Regions from separate parts of the Rattus norvegicus genome. Here region 2 is linked to region 1. Evidence: chromatin contacts called from public Hi-C data. All regions are on one chromosome and are shown on one strand. The core of a region is the stretch at or near the end of the contact, and the rest is flanking DNA. Distances in the headings are between cores, read along the strand shown.

Evidence for each region. Hi-C and Micro-C count contacts between places; a contact is called where the count stands out from the background.
Region 2: a Hi-C map of psoas muscle shows a contact between it and region 1, with 2.6 times the contacts expected there. The contact joins the promoter of Eya1 here to the enhancer-like site in region 1. A contact is called at or near these places in 3 of 12 Hi-C or Micro-C datasets (the Rat2 cell line, frontal cortex and psoas muscle).

The regions. Positions count from the first base shown.
Region 1 is chr5:9,572,126-9,576,760 of GRCr8, reverse strand. No RefSeq gene overlaps it. Among named protein-coding and RNA genes, the nearest start is that of Eya1, 160 kb to the left of the region's middle. Within about 2 kb of position 1,855, at least 4 of the 93 cell types and tissues checked have an H3K27ac peak or open chromatin away from gene starts, as enhancers often do.
Region 2 is chr5:9,736,232-9,740,866 of GRCr8, reverse strand. It overlaps Eya1 (EYA transcriptional coactivator and phosphatase 1), which reads right to left and starts at 2,352. Exons shown (of 18, transcript NM_001427021.1): 1 at 1,949-2,352.

The DNA.
Region 1 (4,635 bases), core at 606-3,105:
TTGGATGGGAGGGGGAGGGGGAGGCGGGGAGAAAAGTGAAAGTAGGAACCAGAATAGCCTGAGCCTTCCTTATTTTTCTTCTCCAGTATAAATTGTTTTAGCTCTTTCCAGCCCCGCTTGTCCGATAAAAGTGGAAACTAGACGACAGTGGTTTCAACAGCACGGCCGCATTCAACTTAGCAGCAACGGCAACTGGAAATGTCTGTGGGTTACTTCGGAGACCTCTCAGAGAGAGAGATGCTGTTGGCAACGCTTTTTCGATGCTGGAGATAGTTCCCCCCAAGAGATATGAACAGCGCCTTTGTCTAAACTCAAGATTAAGAGATGTGTCGACTTCCTCAAACCGGATATTCGAATTTCATTCATTAATAGTGACTCCCATCTCTTAAGAAGTAGAGAAAATGAAGACACCTTTTGTAGCTTTTGCGTCTTTAAAAACAGGTTGGCGGGGGAGTGGCTTACTTCTAGAAGCGGTGTCTTTTGGCTAATTTATCTTTTTTTTAAACGAAAGGACATATTTTTGTGAGTGAGTCAAAAAGACAAACATTGTCAACAAAGCTGAATTCTTTGAATTCAAATCAAACACACTTCATTGCAAAGCTGGAGAACTACCACCCTTTCTGTCACATTGAGGGCTTAGAAAAGTCAACAACGATTTCCCAACAAAAACAGAGTTTTGCTTTTCTTCTCTAGCATGGCTTGAATTAAGCAAAACATGTCGGTAAGACTGCAGTAAAAACTCTAGGCGGGGTAAACACCCAAAGAAATTCAAGGTTGATTATATTTGGGGGTCAATAAAATTTCATTATTCTCTCTCTCTCTCTCTCTCTCTCTCTCTCTCTCTCACACACACACACACACAAAGAGAGAGAGAGAGACAGAGAGAGAGACAGAGAGAGAGAATGTTTACAGAAGTTTCTTCCAGTTAAGAAAAACAAAACATAACACATGAAATGTAAATGCGAAAGGCATATCTTGGTTTCATTTTTCCAGGGCCCAAGCATGAATTTAGTAGATTTTAAGGCCAGATGCCAATTCATGGATGTATGGGAATAAATCATGGCACAAGTGCCAAATGCTTGTGGTTTATGCATACTAGAGAGAATCCCGGGTTTTGCATTTAGGTAGATAAATGGAGAGATAAAATGATAGAAATCAGTTATGGGTTGTTGTGGATTTATCTCCGCGATAGAATTTTCCCAACGTTTCCAAAAAAATGTTCATTTACAAACACTTGCTAATATGCCAAGCACCTGGAACCAGCCATTTCCTTATTTTGACTGTGTGAAGTTCTTGGGGAGAGGTAACCTAAGAGATGCTTGAGAGTAAAGCAATTCCTTGCAGCTAGACCTAAAGATCTAAAGAAACAGTAAGGCTTCTGGATTTTGCGGGGTTGTGAAGAAAAGAGCTGAAGGGATCTTCAAGGGCATCTGTGATGCCACCACCTTATAGAGCTTTGAATAGCATCTTTTCCTCCGTTGCTAGCGGGGGGAAAGGAGGGGACTCTTTTAGGGGGAAGAAGGGGTAATTCATTCGGGTACTTCATCTGGTCCAGTGAAGAGGGCAGATCCGGGAAGCCCTTAGGACTCTGGCCCATCCTGGATGGAACTGGTCTGCAGTGAGCACGGCGTTCTGAGAAGCTGCCTGGCGGCTCGCAGCGCCTCGGTGGCCCTCCCGCTCGCCCTGCGTACCCTCGAGCTTCTGGGACCGGGACACCAGCCTGCTCCCGGCGGCGTCTATTACGAGCAGCTGCTTCTGCTTAGCCCGAAGATCAGTTGGCTCCAGCCCCCCACCTCTCTTCGGCTTCAGCTCCTCCCTCCCCTCCCTCCCTTCCCCGCCTCTACCCCGACGCTCCGCAGTGGCTGCTTGCTGCAGGTCAGCGCGGTGTCGCAGCCACCCGCCTGGGTTCACAGACCCTGGATGGGGTGCAGGGCGGGGAGTGGGGTGGGGAGCTAGGGGAAGGAACGGGAATCGGGAGATACAGATAGGCGCTATCCGGGAGGATCCCCAGGCCTCAGGAAGAAGGGAAGCCTGAAGAGGTCGGGGGGACATCGGACTCTGCGGGTCACCTGCGGCGGGCAGAAGCACGAACTCCCGAGAAAGGCCCGTGGTGTGAAGGTGTCGGGAGGCTTCCAGGAGAGCGCTGCAGTGCGTCAAGGCTCTCCATGACCTCCTGGGGCACTGTCGCCCAGAGGTCCACTCTTTGATCCACTCACCCCCTCCGGCAGCCGTGGCTAGAGACCTAGAAGGAAACAGTAGTTAAGGGTCCCAAAGATTTGGATGGGAGTTAGGCAGGAAGTTCAATCAGCAGCTCCTGGCGTTGTGGGCAGAGGAGTGGGCTCTGGGGTTGTCCCGCCGCAGCTGACTAGAGTCCTCTCTCTCAGCGCTGGAAAGAGGGAGTACTTGAGTCTCTGGAGTCTCTGGAGTGTCCCTTACTCAGGGTGCCCGCATACCTGGCTCCCTGGCTAGGTGCAAAGACTTGGTTTGAAACCTAGGCTGCTCAGACAGTAGGATGACGAGGAGCTCTTTCTTTCAACCTGCAGTAGCGTCTGGTCGTTGGCATGGGGTTAAGATAAGCTCGCACAATTTTGTTTTGCCTTCTTGGTGGGAAGAGTAATAGCATCTGACCTGCCCAGAAGTGACCAAAGGGCCTGTCCGACCCTAAGCTGAACATTGGGTGCTCCTAGAGGCAGAGGGCACAGCCACCACGAATGACAAATCCTACAGTAGGAAGGGAACCAAGATACCAGCCCTGCAGTTCTGATTAACAACTAGACTTTATGTAAGCTTCAGGATCATCTGGCCAACTAGAATAATTTCTGGCATAGGGAGAGCCACCGGGAAATTGTTTAAAGCAAGAACAGCCAGTCAGGCGGTACCACACTCAGGATCTCACCCAAGTCTGACTCCTAGAGCACCCCCTTTAATGCAACCAGAAGCAAAACGACTAGTTGGGGTGGTTTTTGGTTTTGGTTGTTTTTCTGTTTTGTTTTGTTTTTCGTTTTTGTTTTGTTTTGTTTTGTTTTGTTCAACCAGGCAAGCACCAAGTCTACATACAATGCAGTAGTTGCAAGCCTGAGGACATTTTAGTGTCTGATTCCAATGATGTTAAAACCTTTCTCTTTCCTTAGGTCTTCATCCTGCGGTTTAACTCTACTGTGACCCATATCGTTTCTTTATTATTAAAAAGGGCAGAGAATTATAGTGAATGAAGTCCTCAATGCTCCTTTGTTGTTGTTGTTTTAGTTTTTACTGTCACTGCTGTTGTTGTTGTTGTTATTATTATTATTATTATTATTATTATTATTATTATTAGACTGCCCTACCTTAAGCCTGTACTTCTTGCCAGGAGTGAAGCCATTAAAGGCACACAGCAGGAAGCTTCCCCTATTCCCATCTCCATATCTCCCCTCCAGCCTACCCACCTTGATAGCCTTAGTCTTGGCATAATGTATGCATGCAGGTCCCTGTAGCTTCGAGATGATACCCTCCACCCCCAGTGTCCCGGTCAGAGGACAAATCAATTCTTTTTCCCAGTAAGGCCACAGAATTTCTAGAGCCTTCTCTTTGGGGAACTGGGGGAACACAATTTCTGGAAGAGTCCAAACTACCCTGGACAAAACAGAATGGTCCTGGGGGCCATTTCAGGCTTTCTCTGTACAACAGTGAAGCAACCGAGCAGGTCAAGGTGTAGCTGCCTCTTTACCATCACTGAAAACCTGTCTTCTCGGCTGCTGTGAGGGCTGTGGTCCTCTGCTACATACTACAGAAAGACATTTAAAACCATTTCCAGGAGAAGATGTCCTCCTCAAACTGCAGATGAGAGAGAGAGAGAGAGAGAGAGAGAGAGAGAGAGAGAGAGAGAGAGAGAGGAGTGAGGGAGAGAGAGAGAGAGAGAGAGAGGAGTGAGGGAGAGAGAGAGAGAGAGAGAGAGAGAGAGAGAGAGAGAGAGAGGAGGGAGGGAGGAAGGGGGAGTGAAGGAAGGAGGGAGTCAGGGAGAGGGAGGGAAGGAGGGATGGAGGGGGAGATATATTTGGAAATTTAGATTAGAAGCTTTAAACACTGCAGCAGAGGCTTTTTAAGGGGGTACTTTCTGAAAGTCATTCTTAGTCCTAGCCTAGGAGCGGGACTTTGCTGAGGTGAGCATTTGTCCTCCTATTGGCAGTGATCTCTGCCTATATCCTTCATTGCTGCCATCTTCCCTGCTTCCTTCCAAGCTAAGGACCCTGGCAAAGGCCTGTGATAACTGAGTGTCAGCTCAGAACGCTGGTCAGTTAGTTTCTCTGGAACTCTGAAGTAGCGTGTCCCAAGAGTGGGATCCTCACAGGACCTATTGGTTGTTTCTTGTGATAAGAGAAAGACAAACCTGTGTTTATATTCACACTTAAGGAATGGAAACTAACACAAATAGAGATTTTTTGATAAGGCAATGAATGATTCTTTGGAAGGAATAAAGCGAAGTGACTGGCTCCCAGATACCCTGACAATTCAATAGGACAGAAGAAAAGTGTAGAGAAAGATCACTGCAGCAGACATCTCAGCAGCCAAAACCAGGCTGGTGTCGTAATTCTCTCCAAGAAACCCACAGATCACTCCGAGTGAAGATCATCCTACTCTTCATCATTTTTTCTATTA
Region 2 (4,635 bases), core at 1,103-3,602, 160 kb before region 1:
ACCGAAAATAAATTTTCAACGTGAAAGTAGTGACCATACATCTAAGTAGAGCTGGCAGACAAGCTGGTTTTTCTGTTCGACACAGATCAACCTGTGTGCTCCCTAACTGGAAAGACGAGGGTCATTTTCGAATCAATGTATTTTATAGGGGCAAAGAATGCCTTCCCCACAAGGCTACTTCTTCTGCAGATTCCAGTCTTGCCACATTTCTCCTCTGTCCGAATTTCCAGGTCTCTGTGTTGTAATATAAACCTCAAGCCTTAAAAATACAGCCTCACCCTAAAGTGGGGAAGAACTTCTAAGGAGAGGTAAATGTTTGTCACATGTTAACATTGCATTTTCTCATCAAAGCTTCCATAAACTGAATGCTCAAATGCTAGTGATAATATCTTAATGTAATGTTCTATATCGTTTCTTACATTATCTCCTTTAAAGAAACCAAGAAAACATAAGCCTTCTGAAACCAAAAATAAACAAGTGTTTAGAATACGCCATTCTTGTCTTCAGCTTTAAAAAGGAAAGGACTGTTTTCAAAATCAACATTTATTGACAATGTTGACTGAAATAGTTTTGGTTATCTGATAAAAGAGATTTTTGTTCCCGCTGCAAGGACCTCTTTTCTTCCCATTGTATCCTTAGGAAATACGTTTTCACACTCCAGTGGAAATTTTCTTTCTCAAAAATCATTTATCATGCCTGTGAAACTCAGAGAGCAGCTGACTTCATTTGGCACTTAAATGCTGAACTGAACGGTGGCTCAATTAGACTTCTATGTCTGTCACCACAAAGAGTTTTCAAAGGCTGAAAATCCACGGCTGCTTGCTTACTTACTAAACACTTTGGGCCTTAGGAGAACTCAAGCATCGAGAAAGTCAAATATCGAATGTTTGATCACATGAAGGCATGACTATTCCTGTGTGCATGTCCCTAAACTCTAAACAGAAAGGGGAAAGACTCTCACAAGCATAAAATAAAGCCTTCTCTGAAAGACATTAGAAAGCTAACTTCAAACCTATACAGCTACACTCCATGATTCCCACCTAACAAGTTTCTATAACCCTGGCCATCTTATGAAATGAAACTTAAAAATGCTCGTCTAAACTCAGTGACAGTTCAGAATTTATTGAATTCTTACAAATGTTATGCTTAAATGTCTTCAAAACTCCTCCCAAGAAGTGTAAGCCTATGGGTTGCTAGCGATTCAAATACTGATTTTGAAGGTCAGTGCTTTACACGAATATTCAAAAGTTTCAAACTGTGGAGTTTAGCTCCCATGTGCACTCAAATCCCATAAAAGGCCAGAGAGAAATGCACTAAGGGGCGAAAGACTTATTGTATCGCATACTGAAGATGAGCCCGCTTAATATAGCTTTTGGTAAATTTGCTTTGGAACAAAAAGGCATCCTTCTTGAAACACGGTGTTTAGTTCGTTGTTCATCTGCTTTGTTTCCTGTCGGAAACCTTTTCTCATTTATCACCCTAGCCGTAGAAAAAGTCATCTGTGTAATACACACCACTAAGTATACCTTTCGTACCTATACATCCATGTACGGATAGAACCCTGCTCAATACCACTCAATAGTATTCCGGAGCTAGTGCAGCAATTTCGAAAAGACATGAAATAACCATCCCCCGCCCCGGTCCGAGAATATTACCCAGTGTTCTACTTATTTATCAAGATCATAACAAAAGTAGTTAATTTGCAATGATCCTTTAATGATCCTAATGGCTCCGATCATTTGGAGGGTAAAGATTACACTTTTACCACGGAACCCCGTGGCTACTAAAGTCCTAGGAACAAAGTGTTATCGTTTTCCCCAAGCCGCAGTGCTTTTTTTCTTTGAAAACACACCAAAGCACTAATAAAGCGCTCCGGCTATCTCGGACTTTGTCCACCCGACAGTTGTTCTTGGTCATTACAGTTTTTCAAACACCAGCTTGTACTTACAGAGCTCACATCTGCTGCTCCCACCGGTTTAGTGTGCTCCTTGGAGTTTTCTGTGTTAGCAGACCTCCATTCCTGACATAGTTTGGCTGCTGGGCAGGAACGCGGAGACCCGGGAGCTCTCAGAGGCGCTGTGGCGCGTCTGGCAGCGGAGCGCGGAGGCCGGGGATTGCCCGGCTCCCGGGGACAGCGCCCGGGCGCTGCTGCAGTCTCGGGCTGCGGAGCGACTGAGCGCGATCGCCTTCCCCAGGAAGGACCCCGCCACCGCGCACCGCCACAGGAAGGCTTCCAGTCGGAAGTGGCCCTGCACACTCGCTACCTCGCCGCAAGCTCGGAGCCATCAGCTCGCCGCGGTCTGTTTGGGAACGGCTTTGCGCCCCGGCGAACGGCAGCGGCAGATAGCATCTGAGACGCCTAGACAAAGAAAGGGCACAATCTCATCCCCCCCGATTTGTTTGCGCAGCCTTGTAGGTCTGCCCACGAAGCCTCGGGGCTTTTTGTTTTGTTTTGTTTTTGCAACGCAAACCACAGCTAGTCTCTTGTCCTAACCTTATTGGTTTAAATGCAACAATTGAGAGGAGCAGAGCATGGTCTGACTCAACCTCGCTGCTTTAAAAAAAAATTTATTATGTAAATGACGCGCCCCATGATATCTGAATAAACAGCTGTGGGGGAAGAACTTGTGGGAACCTCTGTCAACACACACACATCCTCCCGCGCCAGTAGCTCCCAATTAAGATCTTTGGGGAGTAGTTGCACGTTATCTTTTACACTTTTTCAATACTTTTTTTTTTTCCCGAGGACCTGAAAGTTAGGAGAACGGATACTTTCCACAAATTTTCCTAAAGTACCTACCTATTTACAGGTCTGGAGAAGATAAAAAAAGCCGTTTCTATGAAGTTGAAGGAAAATGGGCAAACGTGTTAGCTATTAGCAGCTTAACAATGAAAGCCTGGCTGAGGATTCTGCAAGGGTTGCTAGAAGGCCAAAGGCTTCAGTTCTTTGGCTAGGACCCAGATAATATTTCACCATTAACATTTTTAAATGGGTCTCGAGAAGAGATTCGTTTAGTCTGGGACTTGCTTTGCGACTTATCCTTTGAAAAACTCATATCCTTAATCAATTCAGAATCTGTGAGTTAGGCGGTGATCCAAGTCAGGGGCTTAGCCACTGTGATGATTCGGAATCTTGAAAGAATGCATCTCCTTGTATGGACTAATATCTTGTCCGTCCTGTACCACATTTTAAATGCAGACGCAAACTAACACTCTCTCTGAAATAAAGTCTGTATACTCATTTTAAAAAGAAATTTTTGTCATTGCCAATATTTCTATTCTATGTGCTCTTTTTATTTAAAAAAATGTCTCCCTTCTTTTAATTTCTCACCTTGGTATGAGCCTTTTTTTAAAAATCACAGTAACTCCCATCAGCTAATAAAGGAGATAGGTGTGTCTTACCTTGGCTCTGCTAACTAGGAAATGAAAGAACCAGGCAGATGATACAAACGAAACCCAACTAAATGGTTCTAAGGACCAAAATTCCATACAGGCCTTCTCTCTTCTCCCCTCCAGAGGATGCCAGTCTAAATTCCTTGTAAAGGAACGCTTTGTCAAACCTAAGAGACTGCTTAAACTGCAGACTCACCTAGAATTCATCTTGTGTAGTACCAGCAAGGAATTATGGGCCGTGATTCTATCATATTTGGGAAGCCAGGTCAGAAAACGGTTGATTGCTATTGGATCATCTATGCAGCAGAAATAGAGTTAAGTTACCACCTACAGCACTCTCTCAGACCAGAAGTGTCAGTTAGTCAACATACCAAAGTCCCTGTGCAGAAAAAGACAGCCTGTTACTATTGTAGCCAGGTAAAGTCTATGCTACATTAGTTCTATTTTTATTGCAGCACCCAGACAGTAACTTCTTTTGCACTTAGATTTGGTACTAAGTTCCCCAAGACATAAAATTTAACCTCTGGATTAAACTTTACATTCGGCTACTGCATTCATGCTTCCCATGGGTTAAATTATTTTAGGCATGTTTTGCTAAAATGCTATTCATCCAATCCATAAAAGATTATATTGGAGAATCCAGAATGTGCAGACCATGTGAAGTCGAAGCGGCAGAAATAGCATGTCAACCCTACATACAAGTTACTTGCCTGTGTTACAGTCACATTTATCATATTACATGCACTTTTGTAATAAAATTCAATAATTCTTATTTAAATAACCAAACAAAATGCCTTCAAAGAAATGACTCATGTAATTATGAATAAATTAGGAAAGATATGATGAATTTAATGTGACCACTAATGGATATAATATAGCTCATACCTCATAATTATGTAACACACAGCTTAGTCACTGGTTAGAAGAAATAGCCAGTGCACATTTACCACTCTTAAATAGTTTCCTTTTTCTTAAGCAAAACTAAAATGTATTCAAAAGAATCACATGTTTATCTATAAATTTTGTCCGGTTACTAGCTCCATACTCCAAATATATGGTAATTATTCCTTATGCAGCTTGAATCTAAAATACGATATTCTATGGTAAATAACCAAAAGGTAATATTATGGAATTTTCATCAACTATAATTATATAACTTGATCACATACCACAAAGAACCAAACTGTTTCCTAAATCAGCCCTAGAGCTTACAAAAGGCTGAGGAAAGTTTGCTGGCAAGTT